Linked DNA regions of Sus scrofa: region 2 is linked to region 1. The links are chromatin contacts, called in public HiChIP or PLAC-seq maps. All regions are on one chromosome and are shown on one strand. Each heading gives the region's core, a stretch centred on a gene start, on an enhancer-like site or on the middle of the called end of the contact. The rest is flanking DNA. Distances are from core to core; before and after follow the strand shown. Region 1 overlaps IRF2 (interferon regulatory factor 2). Region 2 has its middle 51 kb from the start of ACSL1.

Evidence for each region. HiChIP or PLAC-seq counts read pairs in DNA pulled down with a chosen protein or histone mark.
Region 2: a contact with region 1 is called in an H3K27ac HiChIP or PLAC-seq map of alveolar macrophages. The contact joins two enhancer-like sites. A contact is called at or near these places in 1 of 47 Hi-C or Micro-C datasets (liver) and 1 of 2 datasets of contacts at active chromatin or transcription factors (alveolar macrophages).

What each region holds. Positions count from the first base shown.
Region 1 is chr15:45,613,730-45,617,742 of Sscrofa11.1, reverse strand. The region is part of intron 4 of IRF2 (interferon regulatory factor 2); the gene reads left to right. Among named protein-coding and RNA genes, the nearest start is that of IRF2, 78 kb to the left of the region's middle. Within about 2 kb of position 2,617, at least 1 of the 83 cell types and tissues checked has an H3K27ac peak or open chromatin away from gene starts, as enhancers often do. A contact at or near this core is called in alveolar macrophages, where this site is marked.
Region 2 is chr15:45,982,272-45,986,501 of Sscrofa11.1, reverse strand. No RefSeq gene overlaps it. Among named protein-coding and RNA genes, the nearest start is that of ACSL1, 51 kb to the right of the region's middle. Within about 2 kb of position 2,786, at least 3 of the 83 cell types and tissues checked have an H3K27ac peak or open chromatin away from gene starts, as enhancers often do. A contact at or near this core is called in alveolar macrophages, where this site is marked.

The sequences.
Region 1 (4,013 bases), core at 1,368-3,867:
AGATATTTCAATGTGTCATGCTCTGCATTCATTGTTAATGATGACCTTTTTGACCTGATTATAATTTTGGAGTGCTCTTATATGAGGGCTCAGCAAAACGATTCACATATTCTGTACCCAGTAGGCAATACATGTTGGATGAATTCCTTTGCGAGGATTGTCCCAGATCTCCATTTGTTCCTTCCTGTCCAGACACAGACCCCTCTGTAGGACCTTAGAAGAGGTGGGGCTCATGTGCTGTGTTTTCTGGTGAGGAACAAGGACCAGGCAGCGGCCACGTGTGCCTGTGCCCTGGGGTGTGTCAGGGTGTTTCCCCATCAACAGGGCCCTTATTAAGGTGCAAGGACAAAGTCTGTTAACTCACCAGACTTATGTGAGCCTTCCAGCCTTTTCTTTACCATATCCGCCCCTGTTTCCTGGGGCACAGCTTCTCTGATTACTCACAGTTCAAATGTGCCATCCCTTCCTCTCTCTTGCCTTTGTTGTTATTCTTCCTTTTGTTTGGAATGTTTTTCCTTCCTTTCTGCCAGAGAATCCCCTGCCTTTCCAGGCCCGCTTCACATGCCCCTTCTTCTTTGAAGCCCCCCAGTGTTTTCTCTCTTCCAGGCTTTGACATAATAAACTCCCCACAAATATGTTCCAAAACCCCTGCCTTTATAATAAGCAGGGTCCTGTGATTGTGAAGGTGGAATGACTGGGGTGAGTTTGATGCAGAGAATGAACCAAGAACCAGTTGTGTTGTGTTGAATGAGCTGGTTGAGTTCAGTGATCGTGGGATGTGTTGTAAGGGGAGGTGCATCCTGGCAAGTTTTATCATCTTTGGTTTGTTTCTCTAGTATCACCTTCAGGACCCGCTGCCTTGTTTTAGAGTTGGTTGCTTATGTTCCTGTCCCCATCACTACAGCGTGGCTTTTTTTTTTTTTTCTTTTTACGGGCATATGGAAGTTCTCAGGCTAGGGATCGAATTAGAGCTGCAGCTGCAGCCACAGCAATAGTGACCCACACCGCAGCTTGTGGCAACACTAATCCCTTAACCTACTGGGGCAAGGCCAGGGATTGAACCCAAATCCTCATGGATACTATGTTGGATGCTTAACCTGCTGAGCCACAGTGGGAATTCCAAAAATGGAGCCCTTTTGAGAAGAGAGATCACGTCCTCATCATCTTTTTATCTCCCAAAGAGCTTTTCACAGAACTTGCTTGGCTCCATAAGATTTTTTGAATGAAATGTTAAATAAATGTAACTCAAAGGTTTGTGAAGATGCTTAACTCGGTTCACCTGGGAAAGGTCACAAAAAGAGTAAAATTATTCTTTTTTAGGTTGCATGCTTTTTTGTCATCATCCCCCACCCTCCCACTTGTTTATCACTTGTTCATCTTAAGTTTTATCCATCACAACACATGGTTCATAACATCTGCCTTTTCCAGCCTATCCCCTGCTCCCAGAAGGTTCTCCAGGAAGGATTCCTCTATTTCCTCATCAATACATAATTATTACATAGCATCACGTGCAAGGTACTGTACTTGATATCTGGGGAAGTCTAAAGAGCAGTCAGAAGCCATTCCTGCTCACAAGGACTGTTCACAGGTTAGGGTTAGGGTTAGGGTTAGGAAAGCTGTGAGCTTTGCTTGAGTTTAGAAGGTGAAAGGCGTCTGAGGGATAAGAACTCAAAAAGTGAGACATGGGCTGAGTTAACGATGACTAAGAGTCCAGATTTTATTCAGTGGACCCGGGAAGCCACTGCAGGGTTTTGAGCCTGGTGCTAAGACGTTTGGGAAGGTTAATCTGGCCAGCCCCGTGCAAGCTGGAGATAACGCTCATATTCCAGAACTCGGACCCTGGGTGCCCGCCTGCTCCTTGTGAAGAATCTGGCTGTGTCCACCCTGCTCTCAGGTGGGGCACTGGCTCTGCTCTCCGGAATTTCTCTGGGGAAATCTCAGGGGATGCCCAAGCAATCATGCCCCATACTTTTCCTCTTGAGAGAAGCTGCCCTTTATCTATTTCTTCCTCACAGTAGCTCTGCCAAGTTGCTTAAGATCTCTGTTTATAGATGAAGAGACTAAGACTTGGAGAAGTTACAGGTTGTGAGTGGTGACAGTCTAGTCAGGTGTGCTTGACGCGAGACCTCAGCTCTCTCCGCACCTTCGGCTTCAGCAAAGGGGGATGGAAACCAGTGTGGTCCAGGAAGGGGTTGGCAGAGAGGAGGATATGGTGACAATGGAGTGGAACAAACCCAATTTCCAGGTGCCATTTGGAACTCGTTTAATGGCAGTGAGTATCTTTTAAAATTATTTGAAGACGTTTATGCACCCTGTAGAGGAGAGATGTGTTCTTGATTCAGAGGTCGTGTTGTCTTTAGAGTGAGTAGCGGTTTTGGCTCTTGTTTCCAGTTGGAATTCATTGGTAATCAGGATGGCGTCTTGTAGGAGTAGAATCACGAGCGCCTACGGTTATAGTTTGTGTGTTGGATCTCAACTCGATTTGAACATCAAGAGCTGAACGGAATGGCTCTATAATGACGTATATGATAATAAGTAGTATAATAAGTATAGAAGAAGAAGAAGAAAGGGGAAGAAGAAGAGGAGGAGGAGAATCTTTACAGAGAGTTTAGTGGCTGAGGGGACAGCTCAAAGGAAATCCCCTCAGGAAAAGTAGCAGCAAGAAGGAAGCTGTCAGGGACCCTGTGGATGTGGAATGAGGGAGGGAGTCGATCATTCTCATGGGGGGGACGGGCGGCGGGCGGGGTGGGGGAGCCAGGCCACGCCCTTCAATGCCAGCCATTTTCAGAGCAAACCATTTTTAGGCTTCTATCTTTGGGGAAGTCATTGGTTTTCAACATCGTTGGCCCCGAATGGAGCTGAAATCAGATGGCAGTAAATAACTTTGTCATTTTATGTAAATAGTTTTTCTTAGAAGGTTCCAGTATGCCGGCCCTTCTAAGAATCCCTGTTACTTGACTTTTCAAACGTAAGTACTGAAGCATGGCCATCTTCTTTCTCCTCACGTCCTCTTGTCTTTCCTGTGGTCCCGGTGGGACAGACATAGCCATGGTCGGTCATAGAGAATCACAAGGCCGTGGCAGGTACACAGTGATTTGGGGGCTGAAAACAACTGAGATAATTCGGATCCTGTCCACCTCCTGCCGTGTTCCTCGTCCCCAGGCTTCCCTGTGTAGTATCTCAGTGATCCACTTTGCTGTCCGCAGTTCTCACAGGCACCATCTTATTTGCCTTTTTCTGTACTTTCTCAGTGTACCTGAGGCCTGAGATGTCTTTTCTGGGCTTTCGTACTGCCGACTTAGCTGAATGGCTCCAGGGATACCCACCTCTTCATGCAAAGATGGACAGTCTGAAATGAACTTCCCACTTAACTCCCAAAAGAAGTCATGTCTTTCAGACTTTACTGCAAAGGCAAGTGCTCAGAGGACACGCTGATTCAGGGAAAAATAGGGTTGCTTCTTTTTCCCATTTTCCATATGGAAAGAAGGTTTGAACGTGCGGTATGAGCCTGAGTCCATATGCTTTGAAATCTGTCCATGGTTCTTGCTTTGCTGAATTGCAGAATCTGATGCTACCTAGGTACCTGGGTCTGGGGCCAAACACACCCAGCGGACCCAGTGTGATTTCACATTTATGAAATGTTTTCTTAAAAGTCAGTCTACCCTTTTTGGTCCTTACTGCCTTCTATGAATTCTTCTAGAAAAAACTGTTTTAAAAAGTGATGGATTTTTCAAAAATGCTTTTAGGTTTTTCATAATTTAGATGTATCCGGAAAGTAATTTATTTGTACAACTTCACACAGCGTTCTTATCTTCTTAATTGGTTTTTTACTAGAATATTACATTTATATATGTAACAGATTGAGATCACTGTAGTGTTTTTCAATTTTTAAAAAAGTTTATTTATTTTTGTTAGAAAATATGTTTCATACATGGTTAAATTGCTTAGGAAACATCTGACCCATGGTGAGGGTCAAAAATATCCTTTAAAAATTTTTGATACCTATGGTTTGG
Region 2 (4,230 bases), core at 1,537-4,036, 370 kb before region 1:
GAATGAAGTCCCACAAAGACTCACTGAACACGTGCCACGCACTTGGTGCAAATGGCTTGCATCTTCATCGGGGAGCAGGACATTCACTTCAAATTGCCAAGTGACAGTCAGGGCTGTGTCTGACTGGAGGCCAGAGGAAGGCTCCAGACAGCGAGGGTTCAGTTGGTTGTTGAGATCAGACGGGAGAGTGAGATGAAGGGAAAGGCTCCTGAGAGGCACAGAGACCCAGCTTCAGCCTATGCGGTGTCTGGTTCAGAGGAGTGTTTGTTGAATGAATAAATGAAAACTGAATGTGGTTTGAATTCAGACAAGAAGAAATGAGTTGAGATGACATTCCAAAAATAAGGCAAAACATCAGAAAAGTCTTAGGGGCAGGAATAAGCAGGAACAGGGAGAGAAAACACTGTGGTTCATGCTGGGAAGGAAGGGGGTATGGGGAATAACGTTGGATGGCTGTGTGGGACTGAGAAATGCAAGGTTTTAAAGGCCTCGGAAGAGTCTGTTCAGTCCCCTAGGCACATGCTACTTGCAGGCATGCTGGCATCTCCATTGAATATCTAAGAGCATCTCAAATTCTACTGGTTTCTAGCTGAGCTCTTACTCTTTCTCTGCCAAATCCTTGTTTGGCACTTCTTGGTCCCATCCTTCCAGTTGCTCAAGCCAAAAATCTGGGACCAATCCTTCCTCTCACAAGCTACATCCAGTCCATTAGGAAAGCAGGCGGGCTCCACCTTCACAGTCTCTAGATGCTGGAACACAATCCCATTTCACCTTGTCCACTCACCTCCTCCTGCCTAGACCCCCACCATTGCTCTGGGCTGACCTCCCTCTTGCCACCCCTGCTGCCCTCACGTCTGTCTCAGTGCACCAGCCAAAGACATTCTTTTCTTTTTTTTTTTAATTTTAATTTTTATTTGCTTGTTTGCTTGTTTGTTTGTTTATTTTTGCTTTTTAGGGCTGCACCAGCAGCATGTGGAGGTTCTCGGGCTAGGGGTCTAATTGGAGCTACAGCTGCCGGCCTACACCACAGCCACAGCAATGCCAGATCGCAGCCATGTCTGCGACCTACACCACAGCACCACAGCTCACAGCAATGCCAGATCCTTAACCCGCTGAGTGAGGCCAGGGATCAAATCTGCATCCTCATGGTTCCTAGTCTGACTCATTTGTGCTGCGCCACGATGGGAACTCCAAAAGGCATTCTTTTAAAATGCAAGTCAGAGCATGTCACTCCTTTACTCAAAACTTGTCATTGGCTGGAGTTCCCATTGTGGCACAGTGGAAACGAATCCAACTAGGAACCATGAGGTTTCGGGTTCGATCCCTGGCCTCGCTCAGTGGGTTACGGATCCAGCATTGCCGTGAGCTGTGGTGTAGGTCACAGACACAGCTCGGATACTGCGTTGCTGGGCTGTGGTGTAGGCCGGCAGCTGTAGCTCTGGTGATTTTCTGATTTGACCCCAGTCTGGAAACCTCCATATACCATGAGTGCGGCCCTAAAAAACAAACAAAACAGGAGTTCCCGTCGTGGCGCAGTGGTTAATGAATCCAACTAGGAACCATGAGGTTGCGGGTTCGATCCCTGGCCTTGCTCAGTGGGTTAAGGATCTGGTGTTGCCGTGAGCTGTGGTGTAGGTTGCAGACTCGGCTCGGATCCCGTGTTGCTGTGGCTCTGGCGTAGGCTGGCGACTACAGCTCCGATTGGACCCCTAGCCTGGGAACCTCCACATGCCGCGGGAGCAGCCCAAAGAAATAGCAAAAAGACAAAAAAAAAAAAAAACCAAAACAAAAAAACCACAAAAACCAAAACCAAAACAAAACAAAACCCACAAAACTCATCATTGGCTGCCATTGCTCAGAGTGAAAAGCCAGTGTCCTTACACATCCTCTAAGGCCTGTGGTCCCGAGCACTTGCCTACACCCACCGGAGGCTCAGCTCCTCCTGCCCTTCCCCTCACTCCCTTTGCTGCAGTCGTGCTGGCCTCCTTGCTGGTCCCCAGGTGCTCTGGGCACCCTCCAATGTCAGGGCCTTTGTAACTGCGGTTCCTTCTGCCTCGCCTACTTTTCCCCCAGAGCTGGCCTCTCCCAGCTCCTTTAGGTCTTGTCAAGTGTCGCCTCCTCAGGAAGCTCTTCCCTCGCTGTCTAAGCTAAACTTGTGTTACTCCTCTCCCTTAGCCCTCTCCCCCTTCCTTGCTTTGTTTCTCCTGGCAACACGTACTGTCATCTGACCTATTTAGGTTTCTCTCTAGCAACTAGAACGTAAACCCCACGCGGGCCAGAGTTACTGTTTTGTTTTGTCCATTGCTGGGTATCCAGCCCCTAGAAGAGTGCCTTGCCCATGGTATGTGCTCAGTAAATTGTGATGAATTGATATCTAAATGCTAGAAAACTTGGTCAGGGAGAATGTTGAAAGCAAATAACAAGAACCCGGATTGTAATGCCAAAGCTTTTCAATTTCCCCTGGCATCTGCTTCTGTGTTTTAGCTCCACCTGGGTTAAGAAAGACGCCCCTCAGCTATTGTTTCATTATCTGTCTTCGCCCTCTTCACCCCTGGCCGATAGTAGTCTCGCAGTTCAGCTGACAGAGCAAAGGGATTAGGTGATGTTATGAGGTGAATTGTGTTCCCCCCAAAAGAGATAGGATGTCCCCCAGTAGAAGGTGGCCCTGTGTGGAAATAGGTTCTCTACAGAGAAATTCAAGTGAAAATAAGGGTGGGCCCTATTCCAGGAAGACTGATGTCTTTTATAAAAAGGGGAAATCTGGACGTGAGACAGAGGGAAGGTGACGTGAAGACACACAGGGGAAGAGGCCATGTGAGGGTGGAGTCAGACACTGGGGCTATGCTCGCATAGCCAAGGAACCCAGGGCCACCAGAAGCTGGGAGAGCAGCCTGGAGCAGATCCCCCATTCCAGCCCCAAGAAGCAGCCAGCCCACCAGCACCCGATGTGTCTTGGGCTTCAGGCCTGCAGAACCGTGAGCCGCCAGTGCGGTGCTCTGTGGCAGCAGCCCCAGCAATAGAAAGCGAATAGGTTGCTTCCTCTGCACCAAGCCTCCCCCCGACCCACGCTGATGGGCAGGCATGGAGATGAGCCGGGTGAACATGAAGGGCTTGGGCTGCACGGTGAGGGGCAGACGAGCTGCCAAGGCTGCACTGGGGCACCTCGGACCAGGGTTTCAGTCCCCACCTCCGGCACAACCGGGCCCTGTGCTGCAGGCAAGCCGCCCCACCATCTGGGCCAGCAAAATGAGTTTTTGGAGTGAATCTTGTCTACAGCTCAGCCAGCGCTCCGTGTTCCATTGTTCTACGGCATCCTTGGAGGTCTAAACATCAGCGGGAAGGCAAGAGAACATTTGATTCAATGATGACCTTGAAAACCTTTTCAAGATAACTCTTAATTTGCAGAGCCCAGTTAAACAATTAAAAAAACTTTGTCTGTTCCCACTAACTGGCTTTTCCTCAGCATTTATTTCCAGCCTGGGCTGATGTCATTGATAAAATGAATGGAGAGATGAGTCAGTGCTTGAGCAAGGCGCTAGGCTCTCTGCGGTAACTCCTAAATTAAGCTAGCTGTAGCCACCAAAGTTCAATTTAAAAGCAGAAGTCGGGGGGGGGATCACAGAAAGGAAAAGGCCCAAAGGAAGATCACTGTTGGTCCGTCGGAGAATAGATTTGTGCCAAAGGGGCCCAAAATAATACATAATTGGCAAGCTTCTTGTCAACGCTGCTACTTTCGTCCCAGCAGAATTGTATGGCAGTTGTGTAAATTGCTATGAATAATTATCATTTTTGCAAAAATTATATCCAGGCAGAAAAGCAAGTGTCTTGGGCAGCGACATCTCTGAAATATCCAGATTTGGAAACAGGATTAACTGCCTCCAAAACCCGCCACCACAGCCTGCAATCACGTACATGTTGCAGCAACACAAGTGCAAGCACTCCCCTCCCCTGAAAATGGGTTTGTGGGGTCAGGGGGAGAGTGTGCCAAGTTGGTCCTGGACAAGACGCAGCTGTTGTCTGTGCCAGAAACGGGGACCTTAGAGGTTACTATGCCACCTCCCATTCAACTCAAGAAATTAGAATATGGTAGAATGAAAGAACTTTTTCATCAATTCATTCAACATATCCTTATGCGAACCCACTGCTTCCCAGGTGCTAGACCCTAGAGATATAAGACAGACACTGTTCCCTGCTTTACAAAGCTTACAGTTTCAGATAAAAACCTGGAAA